2 separate regions of the Triticum aestivum genome follow, and region 1 is linked to region 2. The links are chromatin contacts, called in public Hi-C maps. All regions are on one chromosome and are shown on one strand. Each heading gives the region's core, a stretch centred on a gene start, on an enhancer-like site or on the middle of the called end of the contact. The rest is flanking DNA. Distances are from core to core; before and after follow the strand shown.

Evidence for each region. A called contact is a pair of places that touch in the nucleus more often than the background predicts.
Region 1: a Hi-C map of leaf shows a contact between it and region 2, with 5 times the contacts expected there. The contact joins the promoter of LOC123169996 here to the promoter of LOC123164873 in region 2. A contact is called at or near these places in 2 of 5 Hi-C or Micro-C datasets (both in leaf).

What each region holds. Positions count from the first base shown.
Region 1 is chr7D:535,258,397-535,263,796 of IWGSC CS RefSeq v2.1, forward strand. LOC123169996 (mitogen-activated protein kinase 4) reads right to left here and starts at 1,771. Exons shown (of 2, transcript XM_044587847.1): 1 at 635-1,771; 2 at 1-58. The coding sequence starts at 1,081.
Region 2 is chr7D:534,443,395-534,449,370 of IWGSC CS RefSeq v2.1, forward strand. It overlaps LOC123164873 (probable aminodeoxychorismate synthase, chloroplastic), which reads right to left and starts at 4,232. Exons shown (of 13, transcript XM_044582480.1): 1 at 3,866-4,232; 2 at 3,488-3,619; 3 at 3,328-3,395; 4 at 3,159-3,223; 5 at 2,957-3,023; 6 at 2,571-2,852; 7 at 2,354-2,494; 8 at 2,026-2,277; 9 at 1,521-1,600; 10 at 1,341-1,434; 11 at 843-925; 12 at 1-585. The coding sequence starts at 4,100.

The DNA of each region.
Region 1 (5,400 bases), core at 521-3,020, 810 kb after region 2:
GCTTCAGGTCTCTATGGAGTATCCCCGCTGAATGAAGGTACTTCAGTCCTCGGAGCACCTACAGTCAAGGAAAATGGTGGGGGTCTTAGATTATTGATTGATCGACAAATATGAGAGAAAAAGGATCAGCAGAAAAAGGAGAAGATGACATGGTAACAAACAAGACTAATCTGTAGGACAACTATTTAATTATCGGTCCGATGCAAGATGCTCAAGTTCAGTTTCTACATAGTTTTCCTCAAATAATTTACAGAGGCTCAAGTTATAGGTTCATGCAAATACCATATTCATGTCTGCTGTGTATTAGGTTGCTTTTAAGAAATGCACTTCCAGGGCACAAGCACCATTAGGGAGCAGCTATAGAAGCTAAGCTACTACTAGACATATTCAAATTGACATGTGCTTCTTCCATAAATTAGCAGATTGTTCTTTGGCAACTTAACTAGTTAAAACCCAACAGCTTTAGATAGATCATGAACTTAATGCAAATTAGTATGAACTGCAAAAACAACATTATACTAGCGTACACCTGAAGCATGAACAAACTAGCTTATGTCAGAATGGTGAACAGATGAAAGACTACATGGATAAGCGTTATGCAAAGGTAAAAATGAAAAACAGAGCCGACGCATACCTGAAAAAGGAAATACTGGCAGTGGTCATTGGACAGCGGCTGAGACGACTTGACTATCTGATGCAGATCCATGTCCATGAGCTCGGAGACCAAGTAGACATCCTTGAAGCTCCTCCTATGTATCGGCATCATTATATCCTTCAAGGCAATGACATTCTCATGGCGCAGGTGCCGAAGGAGCTTCAGCTCGCGCAGCGTCCTCAGCGCATCCAGGCGGTTGTCAAAGACGTTGTTTATCTTCTTGATGGCGACCTTCTCGTTGGTCTCCTGGTTGATCGAGGAGCAAACTATCCCGTAGGCTCCTCTCCCGATGGGCTTGATCGGCACGTACTTGGTGTCGATCTCGAACATGGTCTGCCACATGGTGTAGTAGTGCTTCCCGTGGTTTCCCATGCCGTTCGGGGGATCCACCATCATTGCCATTTTCTGCGGAGAAGAGGGAAACATAGAGTTATCTATTAATTGAGAACAATGGAAGCATAACAAGGAAAAAGTTTACTAGTTTAGGGTGCCAATTTAATTTTGCCAAGTCTTATCAGCTTGACCCATGGTACTGACAGTCTCTGTTTCCACCCCACACACAATTCATCATCACGGAGGCGGAGGCAAAGGCAGAGAGCGACCGAGCAGGAGGGCTCTCTGTCTATTTTTTTTGTTTCGGGGAAGGAAGGAAGGAAGGAACGAACGAGCGTACGCACGCACGTAGCTCCACTGGACTTGGGGGAGTGGTGATGAGGAAGATGGCGATGGGTGCCGCTCAGGTACAGCGAAGGGGCGGGCAGATAGCGAGATGGAACACGCGGCAGGCTGAGGAAGACGATGAGAAAGGCCTCATGTGGCCGCCCTATATATACCCGCCGCCCTGCCCACCTGGCCGGCCTCGGGACACATGGCCACTGCCGCTCCTAGGGACCGGGATCAGGGTCGACGAGTCGCCGCCGCTTCTTCCGGGTAAGCCGCCCACCCGCTTTCCGGCAACGCCTCGTACGTGCGCGGCCGGCCCCGCCACCGCGTAGCGTGCGGCGCTGGAGCGACGGCTGGTGATCCGTCGGGGGCGCGTGCCCGGCGTCGGGCGGGGCCACGAGGGCGCGCTGCGCTCGGGCGGTAGAGTAAAATGTGGGTCGTTTTCCTGATCGGTGCAGCGGTTGGGTTGCTTCTCCGCCGCGCGCGCCTTTCCTTCCCCCGTTGACCCGGCAGGCGGCAGCGGCGCGTACGGTAAGGAGGAGTTACCCGAGGGCTGTCAAACCGTCTCCAACGGCCGCACAAAAAATTCACGTCGAATAAAAGTTATAGCACGTCATTGTAGCACTTTTATTGTGCCGGGACCCACATTATTTTAGTAAACGCCAAAAACGTGTGCTCACAAAAGCACGCAGTGCAAATTGTGAAGCGTGCGCAATTCGGAGCCTAAAATATGCTGTGCACGATAGCGTTTTTCAGCGCGTGCCCAAAACTTTTTAGCGCACGTAATATTTTACAGTATCTGTTGAAGATGTTCGGCGTCAAAAAAATGAAATTTTAGCGCGCGGAGCTTTTTTTGGGCGTCTATTGAAGATGCTCTCATGATTTCGCCGTGTGATTCGAGTTGGGCGGGTCTAACGTCCAGGATATTTGGGAGCATCCCATCCACATCCATGATGATCAGCCAGTGGTTACGCTTATGCACTCGGCTGCCCGATTATATATTTTATTAAGCGATGCCAGATACTGATACTGTATTCTTTGATCATCCTGGGTTATCCTCCAGCTTTGGGTCACTGCAAGCGGTTACGCCTTGCGAGGTCAGCTGCCTAATTCTGTTTGATCAACATTTTGAGTCCTAACGTTTTTAGCTTTTGAGCTGCTTCTTTACACAAACTTTCCATATACGATCTATTCATATCAAATATCACGTCAATACAAAGAATACCAGAAGTGATCTATTTTCGTAGACCACCTAGCGATGAGTACAAACACTTGAGCGAGCTGAATGTTGCTACTGTCATCGCCCCCCCCCCCCCCCCTCTCACAGGAGTCAGACAAACCTTAGGGCAGTTAAAACTAAGACCCAAAGGACCAGCGTACCAATCAACAACTGTCACCGATGACAAGAAACGTAGATGGAAGGGATCCAACCTATAGACACTTGAATGCAGACGAACGAAGAACGGGTCCAAACAGATCCAGCAAAGACAAACACCGATGAAATACCGCGAGATCCGCGGAAGACACACCTCCACACGCCATCTGACGATGCGAGACACATAGTTGGGACGGAGGATAGGAGGGGAGAACCTTATTTCATCTCCAGGGAGCTACAACCACTAGAAGAAAAAGACCCATTTGTCCCGGTTCTGGAACCGGGACTAAAGCCCATGACCTTTAGTCCCGGTTCGCTTACGGACCGGGACAGGTGGGGCTCCACATAGCCGCTTCGGAGAGCAGGCAGGAGGGCCTTTGGTCCCGGTTGGTAACACCAATCGGGACCAAAAACATCCACACATTAGCAGCTCAGGAGCTGGGGTTTTTGTTTTTTTAGGGGGGGGGTTGTCGTGGATCGAGGACTAACAGTAGAATGGGGGGTAGGTATGAGGAGGCAAGATCCTGGCTATGGCAAAGTTGTACACACAAGTTTTACGAGTTCAGGCCCTTCGCGGAGGAAGTAATAGCCCTACGTCTCGGTGCCCGGAGGCGGTCGACTGGATTATGCGTGTGTGTGTTACAGGGGGTGCGAACCCTTGTGCTAGTGGAGGGGGTGGCTTATATAGAGTGTGCCAGGACCCCAGCCAGCCAACGTTACAAGGAGTTCAATGTACATAAAGAAGGAGCGTTACAGGTAACGTCCGTAATAAAGTGCTATAAATGATCATTAAGTCTATGAGTAAATGCCCGACCGCTGCTGTGCAGAGTGACTTTAGATCTTCTGTATGTCGAGTTGTTTCTGTTACGGTCGAGTGACAGTGATTCTTCCGAGTGGAACGTTTCTGGTCGAGTGGATGATGGTACCCTTCGAATGCTTCTGACTCTAGGGTGATGTCCTTGGGGAGGGTGTCTAGGTCAGGCCTATAACCCTACCCTAGGTACATAGCCTCATCATTAGCCCCCGAATGGTTCAGGGTTTGAGTGGAGAAGGAGTTGAAAATACTTCCGATTCAATTTTCGCGCTTCGGAACTATCTTGTTGGGATCGACGAATCAACATGGTGACACCAACTTCTTTTTCAGTCGCCTTGATCCATTCTTGGTTTTGTCGAGTGAACTTTTACTGAAAAGCTCCGAGCGTTGATATGGAGAAAATCTTCCGTCTGACAGGTTGCTCTGTTGCCCGCGGATCTCGCGGGATTCGAATTTTGGGAAGCGCATGGGGCGGAGGAGGCCGCAGTAATCGGGTTGGATTAGGCAGGGCCGCCTCGATTTCTGCGCCACCTTTTTCGCCACGTATCGTGCGCGCGACTGTTGCGGGATTTGATAAGATCGCCCGGGTCCATAGGTCAGTCGCTCGGAAGCAACCTCATATAAGGCGTCGGACTGGGGTTTTTTGAACAGTGCGTTCCCATTCTTCCTCTTCCTTCTCCGTTTTCTCCATCGCATCTGCTCCCACCCCGGCGCCGCCGCTCTGTTCGAGCTCCGACCGCTGCGATGGGGAAGGAGAAGACGGTGGCTTTGGAGCGCGCGAAGAAGGCGACGGCGAAGGCGAAGGGGAAGAAGTCCAGCCGGGGCGGATCTTCGTCGAGGTCCGGTTTGCCGCGCGGTTGGATCCAGGGCGATTGGATCCGGTCGACGATTCGTCAGGACGACATCGACGATCTGCCCGAGGAGGGATTGATCCCCCACGGTTCCACGCGGCTCCCGGAGGACGAGACTGAGCCCCAACCGCAGGAGGGTGAGTGCGTCCTCCTCGCCACTCACGTCGACCGCGGGTTTTCTTTGCCTCCTCATCCTTTTTTCCGAGCTTTCCTGAACTTCTTTGGAGCACAACTTCATCACTTTTCCCCCAACACCATCGTGTATCTTGCCGCTTTCGTGTCTATGTGCGAGAATTTCTTGGGTTGTCGACCACACTGGGGCCTCTTCAAGCAGATTTTCACGTGTCGCTCTCAGTCGGTCAAAAAAGCTAGTCCGAGTGATGAGAAGACAAAAGTGATCCAGATGTGTGGGGCTCTTGGGATTCAAATGAGGGGTAAGAGCTCCTTCCCAGCCATAATCCTTCCCGAGTCAGTCCGAGGGTGGCAGTCGACCTGGTTTTACTGCAAAGACCAGCCGATTCCAGGTCAGTCGACTGGACTTCCCCCCTTTTCCATGGCTCCAGTAGAGAAGCCCTCCGCCTTGAAAGTGACCCCGGGGGAGAAAGCGGAGGTGAAGGTGCTGGTTGAGCGAGTGGTCCAGCTCATCCGTGACGGCGTGACCGGCATGGATCTGTTGGAAGTCTTCCTCAGACGACGCATTCAGCCGCTTCAAGCCCGTGACCATCCGATGTGGATGTATTCGGGCATTGACGATTCCACTCGGATCCACCCAGAAGAGGTCGACGAGGATACGGTGGAGAAGTGGTTGAAGGGTATCACTGGCAACAAAGATAACCCCAGGGGGTCCAGGAGAGTCCCTCCACTCGACAACTCGTACGAAACAGACAAGGTCCAACTCTGAATTGCCGAGTGTTATCTTGATTTATCATGTAGCTGCTTGTAGTCAACCGACTGACTTTTGTCTTGCTTGTTGTCTTCTAGGCTCTTACTGAGATGTATTCGATGCCCAACGGAGAGCAGGAGCAGGACCCGGAGGGGGAGG
Region 2 (5,976 bases), core at 2,982-5,481:
TTGATTGGTTTTGCCTCCAGAACTGCATTTTGATCTAGCCGCAGAAACCGTTCAGGAGAAGAGCAGCATATACTCAGGTTTTCTGAGGAGAAGTTAAGCCAGGCTGCATAGGGAGCTGGATTTTGCTTTCTCAATTGAAGGTACAGTTGAAGAGCATTTATATACTCTATCCCTCTCCTCATCCGAGTGGTCAGGCATAACTCGTAGCTTTCTCCGTCTCTGATATAATCCAGGCAACTTCGAACATCCTTAATGTATTGATCCTTTGATTTTTCTACGACAAAACTTTGCTTATTCACATTGGATGATCCAATGAGTGATTTTCCATTAATCGGTAGTCCTGGTGACATAGCAGCCATCCTGAGAAGCCTCTTCTCAGTCTCCAGCAACCATGAAGTATGTGTTGTATTATGGTGCATTCCATTTCCGTTACTTAAAGAATATTCGTCATATAATGACAGAATATATACATCACCATTGTTGTGATCGATTGCCACAAGGTTATCAGCAAAGAAAAAGCATGCATCAGGAGTACTTGATTTAGCTTTGTTAGATGATGCATCACATTCAACCTTAAGACCATACCTGGTTTCAAAGGAAAGCAATTGAGTCAGAGAAAAGCTAAGAGAACTTTGAAAAAATATACTATGGCACTTGATTAAAATGCAAAAGCACTAATGAAATCATGGAAGAAAAATATGAGAATGAGGACACATGATTGAGGCGATTCTTTGTGAAGCAAAAAACTATGAACATACTATCTTAAGAAGTAACCTAACTGCAGGCAGGAAAACAGTTAAATGCTAAGCATATGATGAAGCCATGATAACAAATCTACCTACCCTAGATATCCAACAAATCCACCATGGAAGTCAAATGGCAGCCCTTCAAAATCCTCTTCATTGTATTTAATGGACTGGATCTCCTGCAAAATGTGAATCATTGAGTAATTGGAGCTCACAAGCAAGATTCTGCTTTGCTGATAAGTTCAAGGGCTAGTCATAGTACATGAGCTTAATACCAAATCAACCATAGTGAGAATTCGTGAGTATATTAGGTGGAGAATACAAATGCTGTGGGTCAAAAAAAATGCTAATAATCAAATGCCTATAAATGGATTTGTTGACACGTCTCCAATATCAATCAAGCACTTACGTTCAGTTTCAGAAAAGAACACTTCTAGTTCCTTGATAATGTGTATGCAGCCTCACATTTGCTTAATTATTGTGATATGCGGTGCGAGCATTGGAACTAAATAACTTGGATACAGTGGCAGAATACAATATTGACATCACAAAAAATAATGTGAGGTTCATCAAGTGCACCATTTCAACTTATACCTTGTGAAGGAATTCCAAGAAGCCATCTTTGAGAGAGTTTTTCACAGCAGATCCATGAGCACCTCGAATAGTAATGGTTCCTCCACAGTTGGCCCTGGAAGAAATCCAGGATAACATGAACATTTAGGATACATGAAAATGCACCAAATATTTTTGCTTCTGTTTTGAGTGCCTTCCTACCTTTGATTGGAGAGGTGAAATGTCATTTGCTTCCACAAAGGTCCACCCTTACCACCCATAAATGAAAAGCGTGCCCTGTTCTGCAAGAAGCAATAGCTCAGAACGAAAATATGATGATCATTTAACCAAAAAAAACAGAGAGAAAAATGCATCGTCGATCGGGGAAGTTAATACATTTCCAATTTATCGACTTGACTGCAAACTGATTCCAACTTAATTCACGCAGATTAAGAAAAATATTACCCACATTTGTTCTGATCATTTCATCTCCTAAAGTGAAAGCAAGGTTCTTTTTGAAACAGGCTTGAGTTAGAAGAAATGTAAATGGATAAGTTTTATGCATCTTTTGTTGTTTATGCAGTAAATCTGCATGTAAAATGAGCATCTAATTAGTTGTAATAACATAAAAATCGTATCCTCGTCAAGCTCCACTTACATCAGAGATCAGATGAAATCACACAGTAAATTAACTGGATGATCAATCAAGAGTAAGCTGATTTGGCACCTGATCAACTGATGAGCTATCCAGCCAAAATGTATCTTCGGCATTTTGATGACCAAAAAGCTCCGAGAAAATGTCTTCAGAGCCATTTGTGCGGCTGAGGAAGTTATCAATCCTCTTCCATCTCAATCGTAGATATTTTTTCTTGATATTTCTCTCTGCAAGCATGTGAACCCCAACAGAATCGCCAAGCTCCAGTCCTTCAGTGTGTGACAAGCCCTTCGGGACATAATTGCATTGATCTGCAGAATTGACCTGGCGAACAATTAGAAAGTCAACTACGATGGAGTATGAAGGGTATGTGCAGGAAATATTTAGTCATGTATGGTACTTGAGGGCTTTCCAGTTTACCAATACTGTGAACCTTTCTTTCCTGAAACAACGATGATTGTGATCCAAAATCAGTTGTTATCCTCTTAAAGTTTTGAAAAATCTGTCTTCCATAATGTGTAGCAACACTCTCTGGATGGAACTGAAATAAAAGGCAATCAATTATAAGAAGAAATATCAATTTAAGAGGAAACATGAAACAGAAGTAGCCAGTATACCTGCACTCCATAATGAGGCATGCTGGAATGCTTGATGCCCATGACAATCTTGTGGCCGTCCGGCTTACTAGTATTGTTTATGGTAATTGGCACTTCACCATTGTTAATGCGCTCTGAAGGGTCAGTTATGGATAAGTTATTCAATGATCCCCAGAAGGGAGTATTATCAGGCTGATCACTATCAAGGAAAGATAGCATTTTGGGAGAAGCCGTCCATGCTATTGATACAAGATCCTCAGGCAGTGAGCTTGCTTCTATTACAAGTGAATGGTAGCGCACTACCTGAAAATAGCATCAGTAAGTACAATGCTTTTTGCAGCACAAGTGGAAAGTACAGACTGAAACACAAATGGTACAGGGTTTGGTAAATTCAGTGGTACACTAACCTTGAATCCAGAGTTTATACCTGATGGGATGTGATTAAAGAGGTAGCATCCATTATGCTCAATTTCACTGATTAAGGAAAGTTAAGTGTCAGGCCATGTGTTAACCGTAAGAGCAGCTAGAACTTGACGATCATGATAGGGATTTGCATTTATCAGAAAGCTGGAAGTATACATTAGCGCGAAGAAGAGTTCAACATCTTACCTAAGTCGCCCATGTATAGCTTCAGGAGCGTGAACAATCTTAGCGCCATGAACTAATCCCAAGGCCTGCAACAATCAAACACGGTATCATTTTCAGGCCATGACGACACCACACGGTCCATAACTTCCCTTCATAAACAAGTTTACAAGGACAAACATTATTGTTTCACCTGGTGGCCAAGGCAGACACCTAGAATGGGTATATCTCCGCACTCGCAAAGTATCCGCAGACATACACCTGAAAAAACAACACAAGTATATAACATCATTCTTTGACAGATACAAGCGTAGCAAGTAGCAAGTGAATTAGAATTGGTGCATAGCCCTCACCTATGTCGGTAGGACACGACGGAGATCCAGGGCCAGGCGAGATCACGATGTTGTCAAAGGCCCTCTTCTTGTACACCCAATTGTAAACATCCCTCCACGCCCACTCGTCGTTGCGCACCACCACAGGCGGCACTGCAGATTCAGGCGACCGGCCATAAGGACACCGTCCAGTAAAGCAGTAGGAAAGGGGTGATCTCTCTCAATCTACTAGTTCAGAACATCTCCAACAATCAATCGATTCAATTCAACAAATGGGCACTGCGGGAAGCTATAAGGAGACTACTCGTCGTCGGTCGCGGAGCTAGATTAAGGCAAAGATGAGAGTGTTCAGTGAGAGCGAGAGGGGAGCGGCCAAGCGGGGTTGGTGGGGTGGCTCACCGCCGTTGACGACGGAGAGCTCCTGGAAGATGTTGTAGGTGTAGCTGTCGTAGTTGTCGATGAGGAGCGTCCTCACCGGCGGCTCTTCCGGGCCCGGGCCCTCCTCCCCGCCGGCCCGCAACGCCGCGGGACGCCTGGCGCCGCCCCGGCACGGGGGGTGCTGCCACCGCGCGGAGGACGGCGGCGGCGGGGCCCACCTCGCCGTCGGCGGGGCGGGGAGGCGGAGCGCGGCCATCTCTATTCCTCGGCGGCACGGTGCGGCGAGATCAGAGGAGAGGAGGGAGGGAAAAGGAAGCGAGGAGAAAAGGCGGCTCGCTTTTCTGGGGCGGTGGTTCGCTGCTGGTGCGGAAATTGTTTATGAATGAAAATCTTTTGTGCTGCTCCGCCGATCGTCTTGGCGGCTGTGCCCCAGTGCCGTCCCCGTCTCCTCCGCCACCACCAGCCCCAGCGGCCCACTGCGGTCGGCGGGAGGTCATGGGCTGATGCTGGGTGGGGGTTGGTGATGGAAACAGCGACACCAAATTTTGCAAAATTTCAGAGCAGGGATTCAGAATTAGGACTCTTTGATTCAAAGAAATTCTACAGGAGTTTGGGAGGATTTTGTGAGATTTTATAGTAGTTTGATTCATAGGAATAGATTCCTTTTCCCCTCAAAAATAAAATCTTTGACCCAAATTTCTATGATTTTCTAACCTTATATAGGATTCAAAAAATGACATTCCAATCGTACGTTTCCCCTATCCCATGCATTTTAATAACGGAAATATTAACGCCCACACGTATGGGTGTCTGCATCTCGCCCACACGCATGGATCAACGTTCGTTTGTGTTTGCACGAATCTTGGCATATTTTGCCAGATTTTTTATGCCACGTAGGACGGGGCTGGTGTGTGGGTGTTGAAGAGTTCGCCCACACGCCCGCAGCACGCGGTTTGCCAGCTGTGCTGTGTGGGCATTCGCCCACACCGCCACCACCTAGTCCATGTGCGGGTGGGCGAACTGTTTTTGCCCACACGACACTCGTACGTTGCTGGGTGGCAACTGCAGTTACACGTACGTGGCAACTAGGTAAGCACACATGACAACTATGATTCGTTGCTAAACGGTAACTGCAGTTGCGCATATGTGGCAACCAGATAAACACACATGACAACTATGGTTGGACCACACGTGGCAAATAGGTAAACACACATGACAACTACTGTTTGACCATATGTGGCAAGTAGTTAATCACACACGGCAACTATTGTTTGATTACACGCACAACTAGCATAAATTATACATGGCAACTATAGTTAACCAAAACAGATAGAGTTGCCATGCTTTCACAACTGCAGTTGCCATCCCGGATAACTACATCTGCCATCTCGGATGGCAACTAAATCGTCATCCCGCGGGTACCTAACGTAGCCGCGCCAGGACGTGTGGGCATTTTTGCTTCGTGCCACACGCGCAGGGTGGAGATGAGTAGTACTTGTTGGGCGTGTGGCACGAAATAGCTGCGCCCACACGTATGGGCAATTATAATGTTCGCCCACACATAGCCAGTGTGGGCTGCCTCCTGCTCATGCCAAACACGGTGTATGGGCGAATGTTTAGTATGTCATACGTGTGGGCGTTATCGGCGTCCTTTAATAATCCTGCACTCAATAGATTTGGCACTGCAAGAATTGATAAAAATCTTAATTTGGGGAGGCATTTAAACTACAGATCAGATACGACTTATTAATCTTTTATTTTTCTCAGCAAGTGAATGTATCTAGTTTTGATTTGGAATTTGATGGCACAGCACATACACTATGTGATTGAAGATTCTGATGACACGGTAGATACAAAAAATACATGGTTCTTTGATTCAAAGGAATTTCACGGAAATTTTAGGGGATTCAAAATTATCCCTTTGGAGACCATTTGATTCACACAATAGAAATCCTTCGCAAAAATATTTCTTAGGGTCCCTCTTGTGCACTATCTTGGAGAAGAATTCCATCCACTCAGACATCTTGCTTTGTTTTTCCTATCATGTTCTCCAATCCTAGGATTCATACATAACATTCTAATCCTACTTTTTCATACATCTTGCTTTGCTTCTCTTGTGATTTTTTTTTTCG